Linked DNA regions of Zea mays: region 1 is linked to region 2. The links are chromatin contacts, called in public Hi-C maps. All regions are on one chromosome and are shown on one strand. The core of a region is the stretch at or near the end of the contact, and the rest is flanking DNA. Distances in the headings are between cores, read along the strand shown.

Region 1 (4,047 bases), core at 1,215-3,714, 230 kb after region 2:
AACTGATTTTCTCCTTTTCTTTTTCTTTTCTTGTTATTTTGTTTTTATTTGATATCCAATTTCAAAATTGAGTTCGAATTTGAGATTTTAAATTTAGGTTTTTAATGCACAAACAAAAACACCAGTATAAAATTTGCCAATTTATTTATCTAAGTATTGGTTCACAAATGCAATGCACAAATAATTTTGAATGTGTGATCAAAGTTAAAAAGTTTAATTTAGAAGAACAAAAATATTCATTATATATTTCTTTTGTGAAAAGTAAGGTCCAATATAAAGAATTACCTTGGTGGGATATTTTTTCTTTACAAGTACTTTATATATAGTTTATTCAAAAAGTACCTCTAGTCTTACGATGATTTTTTTTTCTCCCATCTTTTCTTAGATAACATTTTTATTTAGTTCCTGAGATGATTTTTTTTTCTAGATCCCAAAAAAATAGGGTTTTAGGGTGTTACACACGGGCGTCCACTCGGATTACCCGTTAGCAACTCACTGGAGACACCACGTCCGGCGCCCTCCGAGGGCAACATGGCGCTTTCCCCCCTCCTCCTTGCGGAAAGGCGATGCAGGGGCGTATGTAAAAAAGTAGAGTCTGTCCTTGACCGTCCTCTCGCTCTATGCGGAAGCTCGGGGGCTGCTCTCACAAACCCGGCTCCGGCCAAACCGTTGACAGCGTCAACATACCAGCCCGAGAACTTGGGACTCGACTGTGCACCCGGGCTACGGCCAGTTCGCATGAGGGAACAACCAGACCGGCCAAAGCATCACGAAACGCATTAAGACCTCGAAGGAGTCAAACCACTCCTCCGAGGCCTCGGGGGGCTACACCCGGTGCGCGCGCCCACCGGAACGAAAACGCAACCGAGAAAGGTCGGTCCCCTTGCAAAAAAGTGTGACAAAAGCCTCCAAGCGAGTATTAACACTCCCTTCGAGGCTCGGGGGCTACTGTCGGGGACCATAATTAGGGGTACCCCAAGACTCCTAATCTCAGCTAGTAACCCCCATCAGCACAAAGCTGCAAAGGCCTGATGGGTGCGATTAAGTCAAGGCTCGGTCCACTCAAGGGACACGATCTCGCCTCGCCCAAGCCCAGCCTCGGGCAAGGGCAACCGACCCCGGAGGATCCACGTCTCGCCCGAGGACCCCCTCAAGCAACGGACACACCTTCGGTTCGCCCGAGGCCCAGTCTTCGCCGAGAAGCAACCTTGGCCGGATCGCCACACCGACCGACCGTATCGCAGGAGCATTTAATGCAAGGATGGCCTGACACCTTATCCTGACGCGCACCTTTCAGTCGACAGAGCCGAAGTGACCGCAGTCACTTCGCCGCTCCACTGACCGGCCTGACAAGAAGACAGCGCCGCCTGCGCCGCTCCGACTGCTGTGCCACTCGACAGAGTGAGGCGGACAGCAGCCAAGTCCGACCTCGGGCGCCATAGGAAGCTCCGCCTCGCCCGACCCCAGGGCTCTGACTCGGCCTCGGCCCCGAAAGACGACGAACTCCGCCTCGCCCGACCCCAGGGCTCGGACTCGGCCTCGGCCCCGGAAGACGACGAACTCCGCCTCGCCCGACCCCAGGGCTCGGACTCGGCCCCGGAAGACGACGAACTCCGCCTCGCCGACCCCAGGGCTCGGACTCGGCCTCGGCCTCAGACGATGGTCTCCGCCTCGCCCGACCCGGGGCTCGGACTCGACCTCGACCTCGGAAGACAGACTCGACCTCGGAGGAGCCTCCGCCTCGCCCAGGGCTCGGACCGACCACGTCACAGGGGGGCCATCATTACCCTACCCCTAGCTAGCTCAGGCTACGGGGAACAAGACCGACGTCCCACCTGGCTCGCCCCGGTAAACAAATAATGATGGCGCCCCGCGTGCTCCGTGACGACGGCGGCTCTCAGCCCCTTACGGAAGCAAGGAGACGTCAGCAAGGACTCGACAGCCCCGACAACTGTCCTTCCGCAAGGCTCCAGCGCTCCTTCGACGACCACGACATCACATGAACAGGGTGCCAAGACCTCTCCGGCTGCCACGACGACATGTATTTAGGGCACTAGCTCCTCTCTGCTAGACACGTTAGCACACTGCTACACCCCCATTGTACATCTTGACCCTCTCCTTACGCCTATAAAAGGAAGGTCCAGGGCTCTCTTACAAGAAGGTTGGCCGCGCGGGGGAACGGGACGACGCGTAAAGTCTCTCGCTCTCTCCCACGCGGACGCTTGTAACCCCCTACTGCAAGCATACCCGACCTAGGCGCAGGGCAACACGAAGGCCGCGAGTTTCCCCTTTTGCCTGTCTCCCCTTTTTGCCTCCCTTCGTGTTTCGTACAGGAACCCCGGGGTCGAAACATCGACATATATATATAGAAACCGTAGCAATGTACGCTCATCTGGCTAATATTAGCTTAACAAAACAGCTCAAAGTCGGTCGAGCCAGCCTAACCGTGTATTGGTGTGGGCAACTTTTTTTTCCCAACCGGGCACACTTCCGTTTACATCTATCCCCTCAGCCAGCGGCCAGCGCACAGCGCAACCGCCTCAAAACACCCGCGTGTGCGTGACAGTGCAGCTAGATCCACCCACAACCTCGCCACCACTCTCCACGCCTTCCGATCCAATCACCCGCCCCTTTCACTGACGCCAGGATCAATCAGGCACGGTCCCACGGGACAGCGAGAATATCTAGGTCGACCCTGAGAGCCAGCCGCCAGGCGCTGATTTCTCTTTTGTAGCCTCCGGATTTTTTTTCGCCTATAATTACTCTTCCCCGTGCGCCCTCGCGAGGTCGAACCCCCAAGGCGAGGCGACGAAACCCTCGCCAGTCCCCAACTCGAACCTCAGTCAGGCAGCGTGAGGAGGGAGAGTTCAAGGACCGAGGCGGCGTCGGGCGAGATGAAGCTTAACGTCAAGACCCTCAAGGGCACCAACTTCGAGATCGAGGCGAGCCCCGATGCATCGGTACGGCCCCCTTCCCGTCCTTCTCACTTCAATCCGATCGATTCCGTGCAATTTTTGACCGTTTCCCTGGATTCGGGTGCGGCTCGGTACGATTTCGCGGTTATCTGGTGCAGCGATTGCGCTGCCGGCCGCTGGTAGCGCAGGGGGCTTTGATATGAATCTAGGGTTTTTATTTTGGGGGCGTCCAGCCGGCGGATGGTGGGAGCCCGTTGCTCTCTGGTTTTCTGCATTTTGAACTTCAGTTTCTCACACGGGACATAGTCTAGGGTTTGTCGTTGGTTGGAGTTTGGGGTTTGTGGTTGCGTGTGTTCGTCGTAATTATCACAGTAATGCGGCGCGGTTGCTGTACAGACGGATGATTCAGCATGTCGTGGTGTTCTATTTATGTTGCTCGGCAACGTCTCTAGTCGTGCAGCCTACTCACTGCTTGTAATTTTCAGGTTGCTGATGTGAAGAGGATCATTGAGACCACTCAAGGTCAGAGTACCTACCGGGCGGACCAGCAAATGCTCATATACCAAGGGAAAATTCTCAAGGATGAAACCACTTTGGAAAGCAACGGAGTTGCTGAGAACAGCTTCCTTGTTATAATGTTGTCCAAGGTATTTGGTGCTCTCTGTCTTATCCCATCAGTGATGTGTTCAATAATCTGGTTCTTAACTGGAAACTGTGATTGGTTTGCCTGCAAGTCGTGCCATATTTTGAGTGTTTTGGGTTGGTTGCATTAATTTCACTTTCATATCTTACTTTACTTCAGCTGTTATTGTTACATGTATGGATTGCTAGTAAAATATTAGTAGTTTGCCTTATGAATTATGATGCTCATAAGTTATCTACAGTAGATAGTTGTCTTGTTACTTCTGCTAGTGCTCTGGATGGTGCAGTCATTTGCCTGAGAATTGGCATTGTGACTGATTTCTTTGATGATTTCCATGTAAATTGTAAATTATTTCTTTGAATATCTTGCAAATTGTTATTTGATTTCCTCAACTCTGTATGACCAAGTGATTAGTCTTCCAGAATGGAAGTCTCAGATTCAACATAACACAGATTTGGATTTGAATTATTTCATCTCTTTTCTTTTCCA
Region 2 (4,630 bases), core at 1,413-3,912:
TGTTAGAGATTTCAGTACTATCTAAGGAATGGTGGGGTGAGGCAATCTTGACTGCGTGTCATGTCCTGAATACAATTCCCACGAGGACAAAAATCACACCATTCTAGGAATCGGAAAAGAAGAAATTAAATATCTCCTATTTGCGCACCTAGGGTTGTTTAGCTAAAGTGAACGTGTCAATTAACAAGAAGCGCAAATTATGACCGAAAACTATTGATTATGTTTTCCTTGGGCATGCTTTTTACAGCATTGGATATAGATTTTTAATTATAAACTCTGGAGTACCGGACATGTTGGTTGGTATAATTATGGAGTCCAGAGATGCTACATTTTTGGACGAATTTCCTATGGAAATTACACATGATGCATCTAATAATGAACTGACGATACCCATGAGCATTTTATTCCGGTAGAACATATTGAGAAATCCCATATACAAAATCTTGTGGAAGACACACATGCTAAACTAATTAAACTCACTAAATTCACTAAAAATATATAGTATAAACTCACTAAACACATATACTAAACTAATTAAACTCACTAAAGTCACTAAATTCACTAAACACATATACTATAAACTCAATAAACACATACTAAACTAATTAAACTTATTATACTCACTAAATTCATCGAAGAGGGACCGGGGTAGAAGATGGGACAGTGTCGGGCCAGCGATGGCGGCGGCGCGACGGCGGTAGGTGCGGCCGACGACGCGACGGCGAGCGAGAGTGAGTGAGTGTGGGCGCCGTAACAGCTATTAAAACATTCTTTGTCGAGTGCCCGCAATCGGGCATTCGGCAAAGATTTTTTTTAATATTAAAAAATTCTTTGTCGAATGCCAGATCACACGCACTCGGCAAAGAGCGTTGTGCCAAGTTCCCACTGACAAGCACTCGACACAGATTATTTTAATATTTTTTAAAAATTTTTGCCGAGTGTCGGGCCGGACGACACTCGGCAAACCATACTTTGCCGAGTGACTTACGTGGACACTCGGCAAAGGTTATTTACATTTTTTCCAACCAAACTTTTGTGATTTGTTCCTACATTGTGTAGACTTATATGTTTCATTTTTGGCACAATTATAAAATGGTTTGCTATAGCTATTAGATTTTGTTCGTTTAATTGATTTTCATCTGATAATTCATATTTGAACTGCAAGTCACTCAAAAAATGGAAACCGTTAATGCAAAAATGATATTCATGTTATTTAACACAAGTTATGACCGATTTCAGGAGTAGACCGGAATTTTCGAGCACCATGCTCATGAAACATGACCGTGAACTTGTCATCAAGTTGTTTAAACATTGAATAAACACAAACAAAGTCAAAAAATCATGAAACTTGTCCACATGTCATAATATCATATGTAGAGGTTGTGATAAAAATTTGAGAATATTTCTAGAAAGTTGTAACGCACTATGTGTAGAAACCTAACTAGCGTAACATGAAATCATAGAGTTTCAATGTGGACCGGCTAGGTTTCTACACATAGTGCGTCACAACTTTCTTGAAATATTCTCAAATTTTTATCACAGCCTATCTACATATGATATCATGACATGTGGACAAGCTTCATGATTTTCTAACTTTGTTTGTGTTTTATACAGTTTTTAAACAATTGGATGACAAGTTCACCGTCATGTTTAGTGAGCATAGTGATCGAAGATTCTAGTATGTTCCTGAAATCGATCGTAACTTGTGCTAAATAACATGAATATCATTTTTGCATGCACGATTTTTCATGTTTCGAGTGACTTGCAATTCAAATCTAAATTTTTCGAAGAAATTCAATTAAACGAACTAAATCTAATAGCTATAGCAAACACTTTTATAATTGTGCAAAAATGGAACATATAGGTCTACATAGTGTAGAAACATACCACAAAAATTTTGGTTGGGAAAAGAAAAAAATAAAAATATACTTTGCCGAGTGTCCAATAATGACACTCGGCAAAGTAGCTTCTTTGCTGAGTGCCAAAGGTAACGACCGTCAGCTATAGACGACTGCTAACGTCCCTTTACCGAGCGTTGACTTTTATCAAGTGTTTAGCACTCAGCAAAGCTGTCTTTGCTGAGTGTCTTCCTGTGCCGAGAGTCCTGCTCTCGGTAAACGTAGTCGTTATCGAGAGTGGAACTTTACCGAATGTGGCATCTGGCAAAGAGCCGAATTCCAGTAATACATCATCCTATTCCTTATCCACCGTCAACGTTTTCTTTCACGTTGTCATGGTTACGGTCGACACCTCCCTTCCGCATAATGCATGGTAGCCTTAGCCAGAGCTAGCATATAGTAATAACCTAGTGATAACTTGAGCTACGAAGACCAAGAAAGACTTTTCTCGCCTTGCCCTAGCGGTCCCCTGCCACTGCCAGCAACCGTGAGAGCGATGTGGAAAGGGCTCTAGCCTGTAGGCCGTGCGTAGCTGAAGGTGGTGGCCCCACTGGAAATCCCGTCGGAGCCAATCACAAGCGCCTGCCCCGCATCCTGCGCTACCCTTCGACCAATCACGTTGCAGATAAGACCCGCAGGTAGTGGTGCCCTTGCGCGACACCAAAAGTGCAAGCAAAGTGCAGCCGGCGGGGCCCAGAAAGCGCGCAAGATGGGCCCATCTTCTCCTTCGGTTCTATAAAACCGAGCACCGCGATATTTTCAGCACATTTTTTCCCTAACATCTACAGTACATACAAAAACTCAGAGTGTACGTCGGCACATGTGGATACTATAGGTCCCATCCTACTACATTCAGCGTAGAAGAAGCCATCACTGAGTAGCACGCCGGCACACCGCTTTGAAGGGAAATGATTGCCACGACCACGACCGGCAGCTCGGCGAAGGCGGCGGCGGTGGGTGGCAAGGAGGCGCGCGCCTGTGACGCGTGCCTGCGCCGGCGGGCCAGGTGGTACTGCGCAGCGGACGACGCGTTCCTGTGCCAAGTCTGCGACACGTCGGTGCACTCCGCGAACTCGCTCGCGCGGCGTCACGAGAGGCTGCGTCTGCGCCCCACGTCTCCGCTGCAGACGCCGCCGCCTCCCACGCCGGCGTCAGCGAATCGCGAGAGCCACGACGAGGTGGTGCCGGCGTGGTTCAAGCGCAAGGCGCGCACCCCGCGCGGTGGGCGCGCCAAAAGCGATGTGCGGACGTTGTCGCGGCGCCTCGTTGTGCCCCATGCGGCGGGCGGGGACTCGCCAGATGGTCGGAACGACGAGGGGGAGTTCGAGGCCGAGGAGCCGGAGGAGGAGGTGCTTTACCGCGTGCCTGTCTTTGACCCTGCCCTGGCAGAGTTCTGCTCGCCCCAGCCTCTTGAGGACGCGGCCGCTCTCGCGTCGTCCTGCAACGAAGACGGCGCCGTCGAGGACCCGGCGAAGACAGATCGAGAGACACCTGCAGCGGCGCCGCTGGTGCAGTTTTTCCCCGACGGAGGTCATGCCAACTTCGGGCCGACCGACGCCGAGCTCAGGGAGTTCGCCGCGGACATGGAGGCCTTGCTCGGGTACGGCCTGGACGACGGCAACGAGGAGAGCTCGTCGTTCTGCATGGAGACGCTGGGCCTCCTGGAACCGGTGGAAGTGGGTGAAGACGCGTCGCGAGTCAAGGTGGAGACTGACGCCGGCAGTGCCTGCGAAGCCAGTGGCACGCTGGCGTGCGCCCTCGAGCTGCTGGACCCAGATGCATCTGACGAGATGCTGGACATCGACTTCAACTACGGCTCGCCTCAGGACACGACGACGACCGAGAATGCCGCGAGCAGCAGCCACACGGGAACCGACGGCCAGTTCTTGCAGACGAGCCTCTCGCTCACCCTCAACTACGAGGCCATCATCCAGAGCTGGGGGAGCTCGCCGTGGACCGGCGGCGCCGAACGACCACATGTCAAGCTCGACGACAGCTGGCCCCACGACTGCACGGTACGTTCAATTCCCGGGCCCCGCCACATCATCGAGATCCCTGACTTTTTGAGTGCATGCACGGCTTCGCTCGATCGGAGTGATTGTGTTAACGTCGAATTCAATTCTTGTTCTAAATACAGAACATGTGGGTTGTGGGACGAGGAATGGTCGGCCACGGCGGTGAGGACTTGCTGGGCACGCCGAGGCTGGGGCAGGGCATGGACGACGTTGGCCGGGAGGCCCGAGTGTCGCGGTACCGGGAGAAGCGCAGGACGCGGCTCTTCTCCAAGAAGATCCGGTACGAGGTGCGCAAGCTCAACGCCGAGAAGCGGCCACGGATGAAGGGCCGCTTCGTCAAGCGCGCCACCGCCGGTGGCAGTCTCACCATCGCTGGCCTCGCTTAGTGCCGCCGGCATTCTGCATGCTTGGTTGTGCCTGCGTGGCTGCATATATATATATACTGGAGGTGCGACAGCGCGCCGTCGGCTCCGGCGCCTCTCGAGTCTCGTCCGTCGTCATGAAACCATGACAAGAACAAACAACTCGTCGAAGTTGCTCTTTAGCTAATTCAATTCAACTCAAATAAAATAAAAATGACTATTCTTTCATCGGATCCGTTCGACAATTTAAACATTTTATAAGCTGCTGCCTTAGAGTGGCACTTGCTTTATTTGCTTGTGACGATGGTCGAGTAATTTTCTTTATAATAGAGCGCGGAGGGAATATTGGTTCCGA

What was found. Hi-C and Micro-C count contacts between places; a contact is called where the count stands out from the background.
Region 1: a contact with region 2 is called in a Hi-C map of ear, with 4 times the contacts expected there. The contact joins the promoter of LOC100274222 here to the promoter of LOC100283083 in region 2. A contact is called at or near these places in 7 of 25 Hi-C or Micro-C datasets (bundle sheath, ear, leaf and 2 more).

The regions. Positions count from the first base shown.
Region 1 is chr9:34,225,875-34,229,921 of Zm-B73-REFERENCE-NAM-5.0, forward strand. LOC100274222 (DNA repair protein RAD23) reads left to right here and starts at 2,465. Exons shown (of 12, transcript NM_001148593.1): 1 at 2,465-2,960; 2 at 3,401-3,562. The coding sequence starts at 2,895.
Region 2 is chr9:33,998,245-34,002,874 of Zm-B73-REFERENCE-NAM-5.0, forward strand. LOC100283083 (zinc finger protein CONSTANS-LIKE 16) reads left to right here and starts at 2,663. Exons shown (of 2, transcript NM_001155985.2): 1 at 2,663-3,913; 2 at 4,036-4,625. The coding sequence starts at 2,807. The coding sequence ends at 4,299.